3 separate regions of the Sus scrofa genome follow, and all the other regions are linked to region 3. The links are chromatin contacts, called in public HiChIP or PLAC-seq and promoter capture Hi-C maps. All regions are on one chromosome and are shown on one strand. Each heading gives the region's core, a stretch centred on a gene start, on an enhancer-like site or on the middle of the called end of the contact. The rest is flanking DNA. Distances are from core to core; before and after follow the strand shown. Region 1 holds the start of FADS2 (fatty acid desaturase 2). Region 2 overlaps FADS2 (fatty acid desaturase 2). Region 3 holds the start of FADS1 (fatty acid desaturase 1).

Evidence for each region. Promoter capture Hi-C pulls out the DNA fragments that hold promoters and counts their contacts. HiChIP or PLAC-seq counts read pairs in DNA pulled down with a chosen protein or histone mark.
Region 1: a contact with region 3 is called in a promoter capture Hi-C map of fetal skeletal muscle, with 3 times the contacts expected there. The contact joins the promoter of FADS2 here to the promoter of FADS1 in region 3. A contact is called at or near these places in 2 of 5 promoter capture datasets (fetal skeletal muscle and liver), 14 of 47 Hi-C or Micro-C datasets (alveolar macrophages, blood, brain and 9 more) and 1 of 2 datasets of contacts at active chromatin or transcription factors (skeletal muscle).
Region 2: an H3K27ac HiChIP or PLAC-seq map of skeletal muscle shows a contact between it and region 3. The contact joins the enhancer-like site here to the promoter of FADS1 in region 3. A contact is called at or near these places in 4 of 5 promoter capture datasets (fetal liver, fetal skeletal muscle and liver), 11 of 47 Hi-C or Micro-C datasets (embryonic fibroblasts, epiblast stem cells, heart right ventricle and 4 more) and 1 of 2 datasets of contacts at active chromatin or transcription factors (skeletal muscle).

The regions. Positions count from the first base shown.
Region 1 is chr2:9,664,575-9,667,919 of Sscrofa11.1, reverse strand. It overlaps FADS2 (fatty acid desaturase 2), which reads left to right and starts at 1,254. Exons shown (of 12, transcript NM_001171750.1): 1 at 1,254-1,495. The coding sequence starts at 1,289. It overlaps LOC100739565 (a long non-coding RNA gene), which reads right to left. Exons shown (of 3, transcript XR_135127.4): 1 at 1,348-3,345.
Region 2 is chr2:9,647,488-9,651,075 of Sscrofa11.1, reverse strand. All of the region lies in intron 4 of FADS2 (fatty acid desaturase 2), which reads left to right. Among named protein-coding and RNA genes, the nearest start is that of FADS2, 17 kb to the left of the region's middle. Within about 2 kb of position 2,120, at least 20 of the 83 cell types and tissues checked have an H3K27ac peak or open chromatin away from gene starts, as enhancers often do. A contact at or near this core is called in embryonic fibroblasts, liver, omental adipose tissue and 1 more, where this site is marked.
Region 3 is chr2:9,733,488-9,737,004 of Sscrofa11.1, reverse strand. It overlaps FADS1 (fatty acid desaturase 1), which reads right to left and starts at 1,580. Exons shown (of 12, transcript NM_001113041.1): 1 at 1,401-1,580. The coding sequence starts at 1,580.

The sequences.
Region 1 (3,345 bases), core at 5-2,504, 69 kb after region 3:
CGCTGAGCCGCTAGGGCACCTCCCAAGGATCCAGCTTTCTCAAGCCTGGACTCCAGGCAGTCCTTTTGCTGGGGCGCTGATCCTGAGCAGTTCCATCCAGGTGGCATCTGGGGACCTGCACAGGCCTATCCTTTTGCTACCCCCACCTTTATTTCCTGGAGTCTCTACAGCATCACTGAACAATTGATGGTATGAGGTCCCGTATTGCTTCCATGTTCTCCCTCTCCCAACTAGGTTGTGAGATTCCTGAGTTCGGGGCTAGAACCAAGTCTTGTTCACCCTGGGCCCCCCCACTCTCCCCACCACGGCGCCCCCTCCTCCCACCACCATGGCGCCTAACACAGGAAAGCACATCAGAGGTTCTGCAATTTTCTCCTAAGATCCACTGATTACAGGCTTCAGAGTCTTGAGCCGTCGGGAGGAGGGCTCCTTTCCGAACCAGGGAGGCTGCAGGAGGGCGCCAATGGGGTAAGCGCGGACAATGCGGATCCTGAAGTCTCGATTCCAGCGGGTCAGGGACGGGCGCCACCTATCCAGGCCGGTCCAGAGTGGAACTCGCCAGCCCCCCAGCTCCGCGCTGCCCGAGCACCCGCCAGCCTGTCTTCCGGCCGGTCGCCACCGTAAAGCAAGCGGGGACCTCTGGGCGCCAGCATCAGGTGCAAACCCCGGAAGCGCGGGCGATGGGGGCGCGCGCACGCGCCCAGAACTCAGCCACCGCCCCCTCTCGCGGGCCGCGCTCCCCTGAGATCCCCTCCGCTGCGCGGCGCCGGAGCGGGGGCGGGAGGAGTTCGGACACGTAACCTGCCTCCCTGCCTGGCTCGACTCCGCGTGGGCGGGCAGGCGGGGGAGCCGGGGACCGCTGCTCCAGCCCGCTGGCCTTCGAAAGATCCTCCTGGGCCAATGGCAGGCGGGGCGACGCGCCCGGATTGGTGCAGAAGCTCTGCTGATCACTGTGGAAACCCAGGCGGAGGGGAACGCGGGAGGATGCAGAGCCCTGGGCGGGGGGAGTCGGAGGGGCGGGCACAGGAGGCCTGGAGGCCCTGAGCTACCGGGGAGTTTTAGCTGGAGGCAAAAGTCCATTGCGGGCTGGCGGGCGGAGGGAGGGCGGAGGGAGGGGACCGTTTGGGGCCACTGGGAAGCCTGGAGGAAAGGCAAGGATACTCCCGAGCGGAGGCGAGGAGGCTGGGGGAGGGGGCGCGGTGGGAGGAGGAGAAGACAAAAGCCGAAAGCAAGGAGGGCCCGAGCGGCACAGACCGCAGTGCACCGGGCAACCTGGTCAGCGGGCAGCATGGGGAAGGGGGGGAACCAGGGCGAGGGGGCCACCGAGCGCGAGGCGCAGATGCCTACCTTTAGCTGGGAGGAGATTCAGAAGCACAACCTGCGCACGGACAAGTGGCTCGTCATCGACCGCAAGGTCTACAACGTCACCAAATGGTCCAGCCGGCACCCCGGGGGCCACCGGGTCATCTCGCACTATGCAGGGGAAGATGCTACGGTAAGGGTCTGGGGCCTCTCCCGCCACCTTCCTCGGCTGCTGGAGGGAGTCCGGAGCCGTGGGTCCCAGGGCGCCAAACAAGACCTCCAGCGCTGTGTGGAGCTTGGGGCGTCCCGAAGGGAAGGAAAGTGTCTCCTGTGCTCTTCCCCCGCCCCGAATCCTCGTCCTCTAGGACAGCTGGGCCAACGAGCCCTGGGGGTCGGATTCTGGAACCCGGGAGGCAGATCTGAGCGGTGGAGAACCGTGCCGGATCTACCGCGCGCACTGGGAGCCTTGCATCCGTTACTTCCTCCGGGTTCACTGGGACTCGGGGACTCCCCAAAGGGGGCGCTGAGGCTTTGGCGCCCCCATCGTGAAAGATGGCCGCCCCTGGGCGCTCCGGAGAGGAGCGGGAGAGGAGCCAGCTGTGGGACTCTGCGCCCGTCCCTGCTCTCCCCCAGACCAGGGGGCGGGGAAGGAAAGCTCGCCCCCGGCCAGGGCTCGCTCCTGCTGGAATTCTAGCCTCCGAAGGTCTGCAATGGCTGCCTGGGAGACTCCGTCTGGTAGTTCCCGGTCCCACGGTCTCAGAGATAGCCAGCACCCACCGCAAGGGTGGGCCTTCTTGGGGGACCGGGGTGAGAAGTAGTAGAAAGAGAGAGGTTTGCAGTTTGCAAAGCCCAGGTGGAGAGGAGCTCTGAGACCCGACGATTTATTATCTGCACAAGGCTGGCTCGGCAACAGGTCCGGCTGCACCCGAGGTTACTGGGGACTTCAACTCAAAGGCCCTCTGTTTCTAAATCCTGCCAGGAATGCCCTTCCCTCATCTTGCACTGGTAAAGGTAGTGAGTCCCTAGGATCTCGCCGGTGCCAGGCTACCCGTCTTACCCGCACTTTCATGCAGGATGCCCATCTTCCTCTCCCCTTTATGTAATCGCTGCTCTGCGTTCCCCAGCCCCTCCACCACGCCCCCTAACCCCCAGACGGAAATCCTCCCTTTTCTCGAAGGTGCAGCCGGTTCCCCTGTGAGCTCAAGTGAATGAGAGAGAAAAGAACAGAGGCGGGGAGGAAGGAAGGGGGTCTCTCTTGGTGGCAGTGAGCTGGAGGCAGAGAAGGAGTCTGGTGACTAGGGAGGGATTAGCTTGAGTAGCTCATTCCACCTGGAGGTCCGGCATGCTGACCCGCCGGGGCTTTTGCTGTCCAAGCTGCGTGGCCCATTAGTTGGTGACACTCTTAATCTTGCTGCCTGGCTCATTGGGACAGGCCTCCTCCAGGGGTGGAGGCAGATCAGGCAGCTCTGATCTAAGCTCTTCTTCAGCTCGAAGCATCGGTGAGCAGCGATAGCGCCTGCAGCTTTTGGCCCCAGCCAGTTTGACCTGCTTGTGAACACAGCTTGAGTCCTCAGGGCTGTGCTACCGGTGTAAGATTTTCAAGCACCATCGGTGTGTTTATTATCCCCTGGGGACCTTTCCACAGCTCTGTAAGGAGGTGGATTTCCAGACCTCACTCCTGGTGAGCGGTCTTTCCAGCTAGTCCGTGCGGCTGGACTTGTGCCAGCCGGGGCATGGTTTTACAGATAGCGTCTAAAGGTTCCTGCCCTGGTTGAGTCTTCACCAAATAGTTGTCTAGAAGGAAAAGTCACATCTGATGGATTGGTCTGCTTATTCCGTCGTGTTAAATACATTTTTTTTTTTTTTTTGATGTGGCAAGGCACCCCGTAAACTGTAAGCTCTGGGATACATTCAGTGGAGTGTTATCGAACGTCAGAGTGAGGATTTCGTAATACCTAGAGTGTAAAGTGAGCAAAGAGGAATTTGGAGGAAGAATGTTTAAATCCATGCCAGCTCTCTTGGGTGTCGCCAGACATAAGGACC
Region 2 (3,588 bases), core at 871-3,370, 86 kb after region 3:
GAAAGTTCTGAGAGGTCGCACCTCTGTTCGGCCTTGCACTTCGGATACAATGCAAACCCCCAGGCCTGGCACCATCTAGACTCTGCATCTGGAGATGGAAATCTTTGAACCCCGCAATCTTATCTTGGGCCCCCAGAGTCAGGACTAGGGTGAGGCAAGTGAGGCACTTCACAGGGGCACAGAATTTAAAGGGACACCAAAAAGTCAGCAATTGAGATAAGTAACAGTTCAATGCAGTACTGTTTTAGAAAGCAAAATTAATGCAAAAAAAAAATCCACCGTGAACAGAATACCAACATTTTAAATAGAGTAGGACTCTGTGGGGCCATTTTGGAATCTGAAGCGAAAGAAAAACTTGTACCTTATATACATGTTTGTGTGTATCTTTCTCTCTCTCTCTCTCTGTTTTTTTTTTTTTTTTTGTATTTTTTTCCATTTTCTTGGGCCGCTCCCGTGGCATAGGGAGGTTCCCAGGTTCGGGGTCGAATTGGAGCTGTAGCTGCCGGCCTACACCACAGCCACAGCAACGCGGGATCCAAGCCATGTCTGTGACCTACACCACAGCTCACGGCAACGCCGGATCCTTAACCCACTGATCAAGGCCAGGGATCGAACCCTCAACCACATGGTTCCTAGTTGGATTTGTTAACCACTGAGCCACGACAGGAACTCCTCTTTTTCTTTTTTTCAACAAACTTCTCCTTCTCTCTCTCTCTCTCTTTTTTTTTTTCTTTCTTTCTTTTTTTTTTTTTTTTTTTTTTTAGAGCCACACCCTTGGCACATGGACATTCCCAGGCTATGGGTCGAATTGGAGCTGCAGCTGCTGGCCTCCGCCACAGCCACAAACTCTGGATCCAAGCTGCATCTGCAACCTACACCATAGCTCACGCCAACACTGGATCCTTAACCCACTGAGCAAGGCCAGGGATTGAACCCGAGTGCTCATGGATCCTAATCGGGTTCGTCATCACTGAGCCACAGCAGGAACTCCCAGCAAACTTCTCTAGTTGCTGTGTTCTGAATATCGTGCTTAAATGCTCTGCCCCTTAATTTCTTTGTACCAGAGACTCCATTGCGCTCGTCCCAGGAATTTTGTTCCCTTTGGCTGGAAAGGCAAGTGTGTCATTTGATTTCTTGATCCTCTGAGCTCATTTGATGACTTTTTTTTTGTTTGTTTGTTTTTCCTTCTCTGTTGCGTTTTGAGGCCCTCCTGCCTACAGGGGTTATGCAAGTTCACTGCAAAGGTCACAGCTGCTCAGAGCTGTTCCTGTCCCGGACCGAGAGTGTCCAGAAACTGTGTTTGTGCCAAAACACCTCCCAAGTTAAATGTTTGTTTTTACAGTTAGGCCTTTTTGTAGTTGGCCAGACCCTTGGCCAGAGCATTGATTGACCCGGCAAATGTTCACTAGTGAAGTCCTGGAGCTGAAGGGTCAGGAAAGTTGCTCTTTGCGTCACTGGGTGACTGTGGAAGGACATGCCCTCAATGTGTCTGGAGCTCCAGCTGATGAGACAGAAATTCATTGGATGTTCCCTCCATGGCGCAGTGGGTTACGAATCCCAACTGCAGCAGCTCAGGTCACTGCTGAGGTGTGGGTTCGATCTCAGGCCCGGGGCATTTGGTTAAAGGATCTGGGGTTGGGGCAGTTTGGTTCTAATCCCTGGCCCGGATCTTCTGTATGCTGCGGGTGTGGCCAGAAGGAAGGAAGGAAGGAAGGGGAGTTCCCGTTGTGGCTCAGTGGTAATGAACCCAACTCATATCCCTGAGGACTCAGGTTCGATCCCTGACCTCACCCAGTGGATTAAAGATCCGGCGGTGTCGTGAGCTGTGGTGTAGGTTGCAGACATGGCTCAGAACCCATGTTGCTGTGGCTGTGGTGTAGGCTGGCAGTTCCAGGTCCGATTCAACCCCTAGCCTGGGAACCTCCATATGCTGAGGGTGCACCCCTAAAAAGACCAAATGAAAAAGAGAGAGAGACAGAGAGGAAGAAGGTAATTTGTGGCACTGACGGAAATTCTTACGTAATTCTTCTTGTCTGCTGGAATCCAAGCTCTTAGCTGTTTGTGTTAGAAATTGCTTATTAATTCCTTCCTGAGATGTCTGGGTATCACATGCCTCAGCTGTCATGCCTCAGTGCAGTGGCATGTCTCGCTGTTGGGCTGTCTCTTGCCAGCTACTCTGCAGGCCCTCTGAGAGCAAGGGCCACCTACGGTCTTCGTTTTTGTTTGTTTTTTTTATTTTTATGTATTTATTTATTTATTTGGCCTCAGTGTACAGTGGTTTGACGTGGGATCTCAGTTCCCAGACCAGCGATTGAACCTGGGCTGCAGCAGTGAAAGTGTCAAATCCTAACCCCTAGACCACCAGGAAACTCCCCGCCCCCTTTTTTTTTTCTTAAAGCTTTTTTATTTTTTTTCTTTTAGAGCCTCACCCACAGCATATGGAAGTTCCCAGGCGAGGGGTCAAATTGGAACTGCAGCTGTTGGCCTACGATGTGATATGATGTCATTCACATGCTGTGCAATTTGCCCTTTAAAGTGTGTAAATTCACAGATCTGTGCAACCACCATCACTGTCAATTTTGGAACATCTTTCAAATGTCAGTCTGAAAAGAAATCCCATGCCACATAGTCCCCACCACCCAACTCATCCCAGCCCCAGCACTAGGCAACCACTCATCTGTGTCTATAGATTGCCCTGTTCTGGACCCTTCATCAAAAAGGAATCAAGTATAGGAGTTCCCGTCGTGGCGCAGTGGTTAACGAATCCGACTAGGAACCACGAGGTTGTGGGTTTGATCCCTGGCCTCGCTCAGTGGGTTAAGGATCCGGCGTTGCTGTGAGCTGTGGTGTAGGTCGAAGATGCGGCTTGGATCCTGCGTTGCTGTGGCTGTGGCTGTGGCTTTGGCTGGCAGCTGTAGCTCCGATTCGACCCCTAGCCTGGGAACCTCCATATGCTGTGAGTGTGGCCCTAAAAAGCAAAAACAAAAACAAAAACAAAATGTTGCTAGAAACATTCATGTACAAGGTTGTGTGTGGCCATGTTTTTCATTGCTCTTGGGTAGGTACCTACGAGTGAGATGCTCGGTCATATAATAGGGACCACTTCCTTTTTTTTTTTTTTGACTTTTTAGGGCCACACCAGTAGCATATGAGGTCCCCAGACTAGGGGTCAAATGGGAGCTGTAGCCGCCGGCCTACACCACAGCTCACAGCAACACCGGCTCCTTAACCCACTGAGTGGGGCCAGGGATCAAACCTGTGTCCTCATGGATACTAGTTGGGTTGGTTCACCACTGAGCCATGATGGGAATTCCCAGGGACCACTTCTTACAGTTCCCGAAACAGAAGTTCTCCTCTCTGGACAACATGAGGGGCGTGGAGGCTCACCCCTGGGGTTGGCAGAGTGAAGACTCCCCCACACCTGCTGAAACACCTGCCTCTTCCCAGCCATCACCAGCACCATCTTAGGACTGGGAAACAGGCCTGAAGGGATGGAGGGACCCGGCTCCATTCAGAAGTCCTGGCTGAGGAGCTGGCCAGCGCTCTGGCCTCAGGACTGGCAGGGCCAAGCTCAGGCGTTCAGTCAAA
Region 3 (3,517 bases), core at 331-2,830:
TGCTGCGTCGGAAGGAGGGGCGGGCCCTCACCCGGTTAGGCTCCAACGCGACCTAACGGGAGCCTTAGCGGCCCGAGGCGCGCTCCGGGATGGCAGGGCGAAAGCTGGGGACAGTGTAAGGGGTCACGCCGCTAGGCAAAGGATGGGAAGAAGGATATCGGGAGAGGGGTCTCAGTGAAGCGAACGCTCCAACCTTTGGGTCCCAAGTTCTCCAACCCAGAAGGGAGATGCTAGGCGCTTTAGTTCTGAGAACAGGTTGTCTAGAGAGGGAAGTAGAATGCCGTCTGGGGTGTGCGCTGGCCCAGTGAGGCAGGATGCGGACCCCGCACTGAGCCTCCGGCCCAGGAATGCATTCAGCTGTCCGCTGCCACGAATAGCTGGAGACCCTGGTGGCCTGAAACTGAGTGACCTCCCCACAGAATTCCAGGACCAATCCGGGGCTCCTCGCTCAAGTGTACACTAATGCAGGCCCCCATTTTCAGCCCGCTGCTCTCATTCCTTCCTGTGCACGAGCAGGCACTAGCCCTTTCCGGCCAGTGGCCCCCTCCCCACCCACCCTCTCGTCTTCACCCAGTGAGTGCCAGGTGGCTTCCCATCTCAGCTGTGTCTCTCAGAGCGGTTCCCTTGTTCTTTGTCCTGCTCGCTAGTGTTGTCGGGCACACTCGTTCCAGACGCGGCTGCGGCCCCCTCCCAGCCACCAAGCCAGGTCAGGAATCCCTCTCTTCAGAGTTCCCATCCTGGCTCAGCGGAAACGAATCTGACTGGCATCCATGAGGACGCAGGTTCGATCCCTGCCTGACCTTGCTCAGTGGGTTAAGGATCCAGCGTTGCCCTGAGCTGTGGTGTAGGTCACAGACGGCTAGGATCTGGTGTTGCTATGGCCAGCGGCTACAGCTCCGATTCGACCCCTAGCCTGGGAATCTCCATCTGCTACCAGTGCGGCCTTAAAAAGACTTAAAAAAAAATCCCTCCCTTTGCCGTTGACCCCTCCTCCTTCGGTCTCGGCGGTACAGGAGGCCCCGGGGTCCCGCCTCCCCGCCCCATCCCACCCCAGCCCAGCTCCGGGGCCTGCCCACGCCTCAAAACCGCAGACTCGGGGGCCACATAGTGAGCGTACCGACCCGAGGCTCAGCCCTTTGTTTGGTATGCACGTTGCCGGCCTCCATTCCCACTCCCCAGACTCCATACTCCACTTTTCGCAGGCTCACTCCTGCCCTTGCATCCCATGCCCGCAGCACACCCCATCAATTAGCAACAGGTACGCTCCAGCGCCTCCCGGCTTTTCCTGGAATTAGTGAGTGTTCGGCCTTGACTGCCAAACTTCTTGTCTCGCGCACCGAGTGTCCGGCCCCGGGCGCCGGACCCTGCCTCCTCCCATGCCCAGGTCTGGCAGCGCTCACCGTAGCATCCTGCCCCGCGTAGTGGCTGATGACCCGGGAGCCCCCGGGGTGCCGGCGGGTGAACTTGGTGACGTTGTACACCTTCCGGTCAATCACGAGCCACTGTTCTTTGCCTCTTCCCGTGCGCTGCGCCACCTCCTCCCAGGTGAAGAAGCGCGGGGTCGACCCCTGGACCGGGTTCTCAGGGGCCATTGGGGCCAGGAGATGCCGCGCGCCAGCCGGGCTGGGGCGGTCAGGAGCGCGCACGGGACACGCGGGGCAGCGCGCGCCGGCCTCGCGTGCTCGGGGAGCCGGTCCGCTGGCGCGCACCCTGAGCCCGCGGTCCGCGCGCCGGCTTTTCAGCAACCAAGGCGGTGGGAGCTGAGCCCCGCTGCGCGCGTTCCTATTGGTCCAGCCGCGTGGCGCGGGGAGCGAGTCCCCGCCCTCCGCCGGCCCCGCGCCGGCGGCCGCGGCCGGAGGGTCGGGTTAGGCTGGCGTTGAACGGGGGCGCGCGCCACCTCGCGGGCCCGCAGCCGGGGGCGCAGAGGGATCCTGTTTCCCGACTTGGCGACTTTTGCTCCCAGGGGGCGTCGCGGGCGGAATAACGGTTCCTGTGGAGGCTCTTGGGAGCGGGCCAGGCGGCACCCAGTGCGGGGGCGCCCTGGGCTTCCAGGGTAGGCGTGGGCTCCGCCTGCGGCGAGGGGCAGAGGCCGAGCCGAGTGGGTGGGCGCAGGGCCCGCCTGGCGGCCGGGGAAGCCTGCCAGCCTCGCGAGGTTCGAGGTTGGAGGCTTCAGTGACGGCGTGGTGGACAGGAGGCTGTCCTAGGGGCCTGGTCTTTGGGCTGCTCCCCACCCCCCCGCCAGTCTCCAGACGCCCACCTGCCTGAGAGCCACCTGATGAACTCCCGCTTCCTCGCCATGCCACTCTACCAATTGTGCGGCTGGAATTAACAGTCAGAGAACCCTTGGCAGTTATCTTGTAAAGCAGAATTATGGTTTATTGGGGGTGGGGCGGGGGTGGTTAATGCTTTACTTTGCTCAGTGTAACATTTAAAATGCCCCGCAATTTTCCTATTTGCCTTTTATTGCTTGTTGGTGTTTTATTTCTGTTCTTTTTTCAATTAACTGAGATTCTTAAATAAAAGAAAGTGGCCCCGCATCTCCAGACCTCTGGGAAGCCCTGTGTGAAGAACCTGGGTCTTCTAGCTGAGGCATCGCCACTCCATCCTGGAGGCACCTGGGAGCCATAGGAGACCTTGAAGTAGAGAGATCAGGGCTCAGAGCTCTGAATTTTAGGAAGGGATGAGGAAGCACACAGAGGCTGGGGGACAGTCAAGAAACTGTTGCCTTTGCAAAGAGACTCAGTTTACATGCAAAATTTTATTTATTCAGCAAACCCTTTACAAAGCACTTACTATGTGCCTGGCCTTGTTTTTAGTGTTTTGCAAACATGTAATTTTCATAACAATCCTATGAGGTAAGGACCTCACTTACAGATGGAGAAATTGAACTGCTGAGAGGTTAAGTATTTTTGTCACACAGCCAGTAAGTGGCAGGACGGAGATTAGAACTGATCTGTGCTCTGATTGCTTAGCTCTGCTGTCTCTCCTCTGATTGTACTAGTGGAATTGCGCAGCCAAGGGAAAGGAGGCCAAACTTTATCCTGTGCACTGAGCTAGTCTTTGCCCCTTGGGGTCAGGAAACTAGAAGTATGGCTAGATATCTGGTAGAAAAGGACCTTCCTCCAACCCAAATCCCTCATTTTTTGAGTTAAGAAAATTGAGGTTCAGAATGGGGAAGGGACTTTCCAAGTTCCCACGGGGAAACCCAGATGGCCTGGCTTCCAGTTAAGATGCCAGGCCACTGCACCTTGCTCGGAAGTGATGGTCCATGCAGCTGCCCCTGTGCAGGCCAAATTTCCATTTAAAAAAAGACTTTGGGAGTTCTCTTGTAGTGCACTGGTTAAGGACCTGGCATTGTCACTGCAGCAGCTTGGGTGGCTGCTGTGGTGCAGGTTCAGTCCCTGGTCCCAGAACTTTCATATGCCCTGGGTGCAGCCAAAAAAAAAAAAAGACTTTTCCCAACAATTTAGCAGTGTATAACACAGGAGGTGGGGAGCAAGGGGCTCATGGAGGATGG